Regions from separate parts of the Mus musculus genome. Here region 2 is linked to region 1. A link is a contact called in public HiChIP or PLAC-seq data. All regions are on one chromosome and are shown on one strand. The core of a region is the stretch at or near the end of the contact, and the rest is flanking DNA. Distances in the headings are between cores, read along the strand shown.

Region 1 (4,185 bases), core at 1,317-3,816:
ACTTGGAAGGTGCTCATGTAAGAGTACGTTGGCACGGGTTGGGTGGTGGGGGAGTGGAGGGGCAAGAAGTCAGGAGATCACACATTGATGATGGTGGTCATGATTTGGTGTAGTGAGAATCTCTTATAAACATCATCTGCCAATAAAAGAAAATTACAGCCAATGTAATGAGACAGGAAATAGGAAGTGGGACGTCCAGCTGGGATAGAGAGAACTAGTGAGAGTCCTGGAACTAGTCCTGGAACTAGTGAGAGGCATAAGAGATGCATGTGGGGATGCATTCAGGAATGCTGTGGAGACCAATGTGAACCAGCAGGTAGCTGATCTCCAGATAGAACAAAGGGGAGGGTCACCCCCAGGAACTCTGAGGAGACAATGTAAGAAGACAAGGAGAGGGAAACATCCATGAAGCTGAATCCAGGTTAGAATAAAAAGGATACTAAGTTATGAGAAAGTCAGAGAACAAGCAGAAAACTATGGCCTGGGCATTTGTTAGTAAATAATTAGTCTCTGGGAGCAGGGACTGGGAGGGGAAATTGATGAATTTTTACAGATGTTGCTCAGTGTGTACGGCATGTAATCAAATCTTTTAATTTCTTATTCAGTCATGAAGAGGATGAAAAAAAAAAACCTAAAGTTACAGTTTGATGTCCCTTAAACTCCTCCCTCAGTGATAGACTCAGCCATGGGGAACTGGATTGCAGGAGAGGCCAGGGAGATATGCACATGACTTGGGTATAGTAGAAGAGACACACTAAGCTCCAAAGGGAGGCAAAGAGTAGACCTGCAATGTGCAAGGTCCAGAGGAGCAAGCAGGTCATCCTGTATAGGGCCGTGCACAACAGGTCACCAAAGCCCAAGCCCAAGCATGTGCTATCTATTGTGTGTTGGTCAGCGCAGTAGCTACTGACTGCGTGTGGCTATGTAACCTCACACAGGATTCAGTGACACCAGCCTAATTTCAAGGGACAACAGATATGCGTGGCCACATGCTGCTGTCCTGGACAGAGCAGATGCAGGATCTTCCAGTCATTCCAGAAGAGTCTATAAATTTCTGTTGTCTGCTCCACTCAGCAGAGACCAGCGCTCAGGTCCTGATGAGCTTACATGATCCCAGCACCTCTGTTCAGCTGCTCTCCAGCTGAGATGCCAGCAAGGCAGAGCATGGGACCCACAGAGAGAGTCTCAGGCCATCACTGGTGCCTTACTGACCTGCCTATCGTATACCCACAGGAATGGAGACAGGGACTGCTACTGAGTCCCAAGCAAGTACCCATTTTTCCAGCATTAACATTCAAATCCAGTGTGTGTGTGTGTGTGTGTGTCTGTGTGTCTGTGTGTGTCTGTGTACTTGTGTGTGTGTACTTGTGTGTGTAGGTTCACATGTGTGTATAAGCATATATATGTACACATGTGGAGACACTTGGATTACATGTGGGCCACTGTCCCCAGCTCTTTCTATGGATGCTGGAGTTTGAACTCAGGTCCCCATGTTTGCATAAAGATCACTTTACTGGCAAAGCCATCTCTCCAACCCCTTATAACATTTTTTAATGTTTCTATTGCTTTTTCTTAGCTATGAAGGCAGGTTTGGCCATTTCTTACAGTGTGGAGACAGGTCAAAATGGAAGGCATAGATGGTGACTTCTGCTCTCAGGACACACAAGAACGGGTACATTGTTTAAGCTGTTGGGGACAGCAGTGCCTTCTACCACAAAGAAAGCAGCTTTATCACAGCTGGTAGTCATATAATGCCACCTGATTTACCAGAGCTCTGGAAACTGAGGGAGTGGTTTGAGACACTGGGCATCTCCGGAGTTAGAGCTCTGAGGGTGCGCATGCTCAGTGCCCCCACCTTACACATATGACCCAGAGAGCAGCCAGCACATGCGCATGTGGTGAACCCCCCCCCCAATTCTCAGAAGTCGTGAGGAGAGTAAGAATCCCCCCTCTGACACCAAGTAACTTATCCCAGCTCAAAAAAAAATGTCAGAGCCATGAATGAAACCAAGAGCATAGACACAGTCAAATGGCTATACTGGGCTCCATGATGACCCTCTTTGCACTACATGTGAGGACCAGGAGGCAAGGCTGCCTTTGTGGAGTCAGTAAGCTAGTGGAAGTGCCCAGCTTCTGTAAAATCCTGGTAAGGCTGCAGAAGACCATGTTTCAGAGCAAAGATCTGAACTCTGTTCTACCACAAGGTAGCCCTGACATGATTTCTCTCCTATGCCATCGTCAGCTGCCCTGTGGGTATTTCTGGCTTCTGCCCAAAGTTGATGGTATAGTCACCCTCTGGCTACAAACAAGCTGCTCACAATATGGAAGCTTGGTTCCTTCTGGCTGGCAGCAGCTGAGAGCCTTGTGCAAGTGGAATCCTAGCACAAGTGGGTCAGGGTGCTAAGTCAGCTGTGGCATCAGCAGAATTCCTGAGTTATCTCTTGGAGCTGCCAGTCATCAGCAACAAGCAGGGAGAAGCCACTGGCACAGGCCACTGCAAGAATCTATCCCAGCAGACAACATTGGCAGCCCGGAGGGACAACGGAGTCGTGAATTTCGTCACTGGTATACTGACATAAATTGAGCGGGGCTTGAATGTCACTGGCTATGTGCTGGCACGTTGGTCTTTCCCACACACAGGCCTCCAGTTGTAGTGACAAAAGATCTGTCAGACTCCAAGTGTCAGAATCTAAGCTTTCCCGGTGACCCTGAGAAACCTGTAGATGAGACAGTCTCCTGAGGATCAACAGAGCAGTCCCCCAAAGAACATTCCAGAGCCCAGTTCCAGTCTCTCCTTGCTGGCACTTGCTTGGCACTATGATGCTTTAGAGGCAAGTGACAAGAACACAGTTTCAAATAAGTGAATGGATTTTATTTTTTATTACTCTCTAGGTGTCTAAATATACTGACCAGAAGAAAATATCTTAAAAATAAAGGGATGTTTTCATGACGTGAACTTTAACCTTGCAAAAGGATTATTCCCCGTTATCAGAGGAGCAAAGCTGTGTATGGATCCCCTTACTGCTTGGCCAATATCTGGTCACCTGATCAGATAAGAGGGAGAAAGAGCAGGTGCACAAACCCCTCCGGGACTGGTTGTGTTTTCACAAGGCGATAAGCAGATCCTAACAGAAAGGGCAAGCCAGGAGGAACCAATTCCAAAAACATGATCGGAAGGTCAAGAAATCTCAGTTCTTCAGCAAACTGGAGGAAAGGTCAACTGCACTAGCTGGCCGAGTTTAGCTTTCCCAGATGTCGTGAGTGTGAGCCCAGGGTTCCGTTCAAGGAGAACTGAACACTAGCTAGTCGGTTGTTATTCAGGACACAGCTAGAGGCCCTGTGTCATCTAAGTCACATGACCTACCTCTCTGGGCCTTCATTTGTTTTCCTCTACAATAAGGATTTTAGCCTGTGTTCTGACTCAAGAGGAGAGGCTGCTAGTACCTATTGGCTGGAACCAAGAGAAACTGCGAAAATATTCTACAATATGCAGAGCACCCCCAGACACAAAGATCTGGTCATCTCCAAACTTAAGTTACACTGAAGTTAAAAAAAAAAACAAAAACCCAACAGCTCTAGTTTCAACCACATCGGATGATATTTCAACAAGGAGACATCCAACCCAGACATTCAACAACCCTACAGACTACCCAGGGTGTGTCTTTTCTAGAAGGTCCCTTGGTTTGAAATTGTCTCAAATTATTTCTTTTCATTGTAAGTAACAACTTTTGCACCTTACCAAAAATATGTGGCTAAAACACTCAGTTTGAATAAAAGCCAACAAAACTTTCTGAGACGTTGGGAGCAGATCGTTGGGAAACATTTCCAATGACACGTGCCTCTCCTTGGTCTTTGGGGTATAACCCAACCCGTATCCGACAGTAGCATTAATATTTGGGAAGCTATCTTAATGGTTGTCAGAATTACATTTTCCAAAGAAGTGACTCATCCAATAATAATTTCTTTGGCACTGAAAGCAAGCACTCAGCTCACAAAAGTCTCATCCAGTGGGAGGGAGACAGAAAGAATGTCCGTGTGAGGTCTTGGTAGTGAGCCTACACACACTCCTTAAGAAGAAAACCGAGGTGGAAGGGGCCTCCCTACAAAATGCTCTTGTGTCTTTTCCAGTAAAAGCTTTGCCTACAAGAATACAAATTTTTCTCCCCCTACCACCCCACTTCCTAT
Region 2 (3,906 bases), core at 566-3,065, 81 kb after region 1:
GCCCAAAACCCCTACAAATGAAACCAAGTCCAAGGAAGTCCAATGAGAACGGGCTTGTGTCCCTTACAGAAATGAGTGCAGTGGGCCAGAGGGCAGGGAGGGGATGCTGCTCATCTTTGAAAGTTATCAGAAACGTTTAGGAACGAACTGGAGGCAACTGAATAGTTAGAGAAATGCAAGAGTAAGACAAGGCAGTATTTGCCACTACAGAAGCGGATTCCAAAGGAGCTGGTATTTGAGTATTAGAGGATATTTGAAGTTGAGTGTCTCACAAAAAATGATACATCAGTTTTAAGTAGTTATTATAGATAGACAGATGGCGATAGATGACGAATAAATAGATGGTAAATAGAAAGATGTAGTAGATAATGAGATAGATACACAAACAGATGGTAAATACATACAAAAAAGATGAAAGAAAAAGCATACATAGATGATAGGCATATGCATGAATAAATGTAGAGATGACAGATCATAGGTGCATAATTATAGAGATAGGGATGCAGGCAGGGCTAGAGAGTAAGACCAACCTGTGCATGGATAAACCTGTCTTATTACTCTCTCTTATCTCTTCCTCCCCTCTGCCCTTCCTCCCTCCCTCCCTCCCTCCCTCCCTCCCTCCCTCCCTCCCTCCCTCCCTCCCTCCCTCCTTCCTTCCTCCCTTCCTTCCTTCCTTCCTTCCTTCCTTCCTGTCTCTCTCTTATTCTCTTTCCTTTCCTCTCTCTTCTATCCACTCTCTAACTTTCTCCCTCCTTTGCCTTTCCCATGCATTGGCCTGTGCCAGGCCTGGCATTTCTCTTCCCACAAGCAGACATTTATCCTTCTGCTGATGGGTAAGCAGGCCTTGGACCCCTCCTGCTCTAGGTCTGGGGACAGAAACAGTATTTCCATCGTCTTTCACCAGCCCAGCTTTACCAGCAGAGAGGACACAGAACACTGTTGATTCCCACATGTCTCTTTGTGCCCCTCCCCACTGGGCTCTCCGAGACAGGGTCTCGTGCACATCCCTTGTAGGCCCTTGGTCCTGGGGTTGTCCTTTCTGAGCCTCCAGTGTGCAGGGATGATGGATTAGTGTCACCACACTCAGAAAGGGGTCGTCATTCAACACAATCCTAGCCCAGCAATGACATACTCAGGGCCTACAAATTAGACATCCAGTGCATTAGAAAGTAGATTGTGTCAAAAGATCATCAGCCATTGGAGTGCATGATGGGTTGATTCTGGAGCCACAGGACAAAAATCTCTGGCAACTACACGGGAATTGCATCTTATTGGTTCCTGAAATTCGAGGGAGAATGAACTAGGAGACAGTCGAAGCCCACCCTTGACCCTCGATCTACAAGCAACTGCCAAGTGCTCACACAATTACCCTCCACCAGATGAAAAGAAAGAATAGCCCATAAAGTCTTACCAAACAAAATGAGGGGCAGGGCTTGCCAAACTTCCATCAGCCTGAACACCATGAAGGGGGTGAAGATCCCACCTAGGTCACACAGGGCAGAGCACACCATCATCCCGAGATTCCTGGGAAGACAGAGACCAGACAGATCACATGCATGCTTCACCTTCAAGGTGTGAACGGCATCCTAGAGCAGGCACGAGATCAGCCAGGACCCCCAAAACCATAGGAGTGGGAAGAGCTGTGCGGAGAGAAGGCGGCAGGCTAGAGTGGAGATGGGTACAGACTGATCACTGCTCAGACGGCTGAAAAATACAGCCTACCTCTGCAATTGTACTCTCAGATGCTTAGCCCTCACTCCTAGAGGCCGGCTACAGGCCGACGGAGATGAGCTAGCACGCGTGTTCTCGGACTTAAACTGCAGCTGCACTCCACTCCTGTCCCAGGGCTGCGATATGTTATCACTTGGAAAGAGAACACAGTATTTCTGTGTGGCTAAGTTTAGTAAGACCCAGAATTATACCAAATACCAATGCCTGCTCTCAACACCAAATGAGTCTGGCGCCCAGAGTGTGAAGAAGAGAACTACTGAGCACAGAGATCCCTGTGAATAAGTAGAGGGTCTGTAGTTCAAATAGCCTTTCTTTGAATCAGGAGTGCTTACAGAGTAATGGGCAGCCAAAATGACTGTCTTGTCATTTTGTTATATGCATTTGATTCAATTGACTATAAATACTGGGACTCACATGGCTGTGTGTGTATTCATAGGCACTGGGTTTGAGGTTGTTCCTGGCCATCCTGCTTCTTCTCCTACTTTCTGTGACTGCTCATTATCCTACGCACAGTGGAAAGGGTCATTCAGGAAGGAGGCAATAGGCCACCTCCATGGAAGACCAGGCTTGGTAACTGTTATTATTTAGGAAAGCATTTGCAGAAGCCTGTGTGTTGCACAGTTGGTCACTGCCTGATGGACACAGTTGGTCACTGCCTGATGCAGCCATTAGGAAAGCAGTTCTCAACCTTCGGGTCATGAACCCCTTTGTGAGTCATATATCAGATATCCTGCCTAATTTATACTATAATTCATAACATTCGCAAAATTACATTTATAAGTTAGTAATGAGATAATTTTATGATTGGAGGTCACCACAACATGAGGAACTGTATTAACGGGTCCAAGCACTAGGAAGGTTGAGACCCACTGCTTTAGGAGGCAGGGCCTAATTGCAAGAAGGTTGGTATCAGGAGAATGCCTTGAAGTGGGAGATGGGGACCCCAGTCCTTTCTGGTCCTTTCTCTCTGTTTTTCTTTCTAGCCACACATTCTGGCCATAATGCTTTGTGCTGTCTTGAGATCTCAAGTCCTGAGCCCACAGCAACAGGGTCAAGTGAACATAGACTAAAGCCTCTGAAAGAAGGTGTGAAGACAGACCTTTCCTTAAAAGTTGATCATCTTAGATATTTTGTCACAGTGACACACAGCACATTTGATAGACCATTTCTTTGAATCTGGTAACTGTGACAGAGGACTTATTTGTCCTGGCTCTTTCATTTTTAGACTCTGGACTAAAAAATACAAACATAGAAGATCCTATCTATCTATCATCTATCTATCTATCTATCTATCTATCTATCTATCTATCTATCTATCTCTATATCTCTCTGAATTTTTTGTTGTTTTCTTGGTTTGATGTTTCGTTTTGTTTTGTTTTTATTTGGTTTTTGAGAAAGGGTCTCACTATGTAACCCTCCCTGGAAGGCCTGGGAAAATACTGTATCCTTAATTTTCCTTCATCTCCTTGTGCTCAGACCAAGCAATTTCTTTACAAGTAAGACTCTAAACCATGTTCTTCTAATAAAGGAACTGGCAGAAGAAAGCAAAGAGTAGGCCGCTGTCATCTGTGTCTTCTGGCTCGGAAAGCTGCAGGCGTTAGACAAAGTAGGGAGCTGGAATGTTTCTAAGACATTTTCACAAGAACAAATGAAGAAGAAATACATTATTCATGGGGAGGAAATTTTAAGGTAATAGGCCAAATTCTAACCAAGGGCAGGTTATGATAATGGCCATTTTTTTAAAATGTCAAATAAAGTAGATGCTTTAACAATTAAAATCCTCTTCACTTCATGTTGAGAGCTTGGGGCTGGAGACAGGATCAGCAGTAAAGGCACCAAGGCTGCCGAGTCTGATGACCTCAGTTCGATCCCCAAGAACTGAGGAAGGAGAAGTGGAAGGAGAGAACAGCCTTCTGCAAGTTGAGATCAGACTTCCACACACAAACACATATACACACCTACACACATACACACAAACACACATACTCACAAACACACATACTCATATAAACCACACATACAGGCTCTCTCTCTCGCTCTCTCTCTCTCTCTCTCTCTCTCTCTCTCTCCACACACACACAAGCACACACATCTAACACACACATATCCTCACACAGTCACACAAATCACACATGTAAGCACTGGTATACACCACACACACATACTCACACAAAC

Evidence for each region. HiChIP or PLAC-seq counts read pairs in DNA pulled down with a chosen protein or histone mark.
Region 2: an H3K27ac HiChIP or PLAC-seq map of heart atrium shows a contact between it and region 1, with 4 times the contacts expected there. The contact joins two enhancer-like sites. A contact is called at or near these places in 1 of 39 promoter capture datasets (hippocampal neurons), 9 of 484 Hi-C or Micro-C datasets (the HL-1 cell line, LSK cells, cardiomyocytes and 3 more), 4 of 115 datasets of contacts at active chromatin or transcription factors (differentiating embryonic stem cells, embryonic stem cells, heart atrium and 1 more) and 2 of 9 other capture datasets (adipose tissue and pancreatic islet).

The regions. Positions count from the first base shown.
Region 1 is chr17:12,569,050-12,573,234 of GRCm38.p6, forward strand. No RefSeq gene overlaps it. Among named protein-coding and RNA genes, the nearest start is that of Slc22a2, 13 kb to the right of the region's middle. Within about 2 kb of position 2,567, at least 13 of the 459 cell types and tissues checked have an H3K27ac peak or open chromatin away from gene starts, as enhancers often do. A contact at or near this core is called in heart atrium, where this site is marked.
Region 2 is chr17:12,650,961-12,654,866 of GRCm38.p6, forward strand. It overlaps Slc22a1 (solute carrier family 22 (organic cation transporter), member 1), which reads right to left. Exons shown (of 11, transcript NM_009202.5): 9 at 1,412-1,524; 10 at 1-11. Among named protein-coding and RNA genes, the nearest start is that of Slc22a1, 23 kb to the right of the region's middle. Within about 2 kb of position 1,816, at least 7 of the 459 cell types and tissues checked have an H3K27ac peak or open chromatin away from gene starts, as enhancers often do. A contact at or near this core is called in heart atrium, where this site is marked.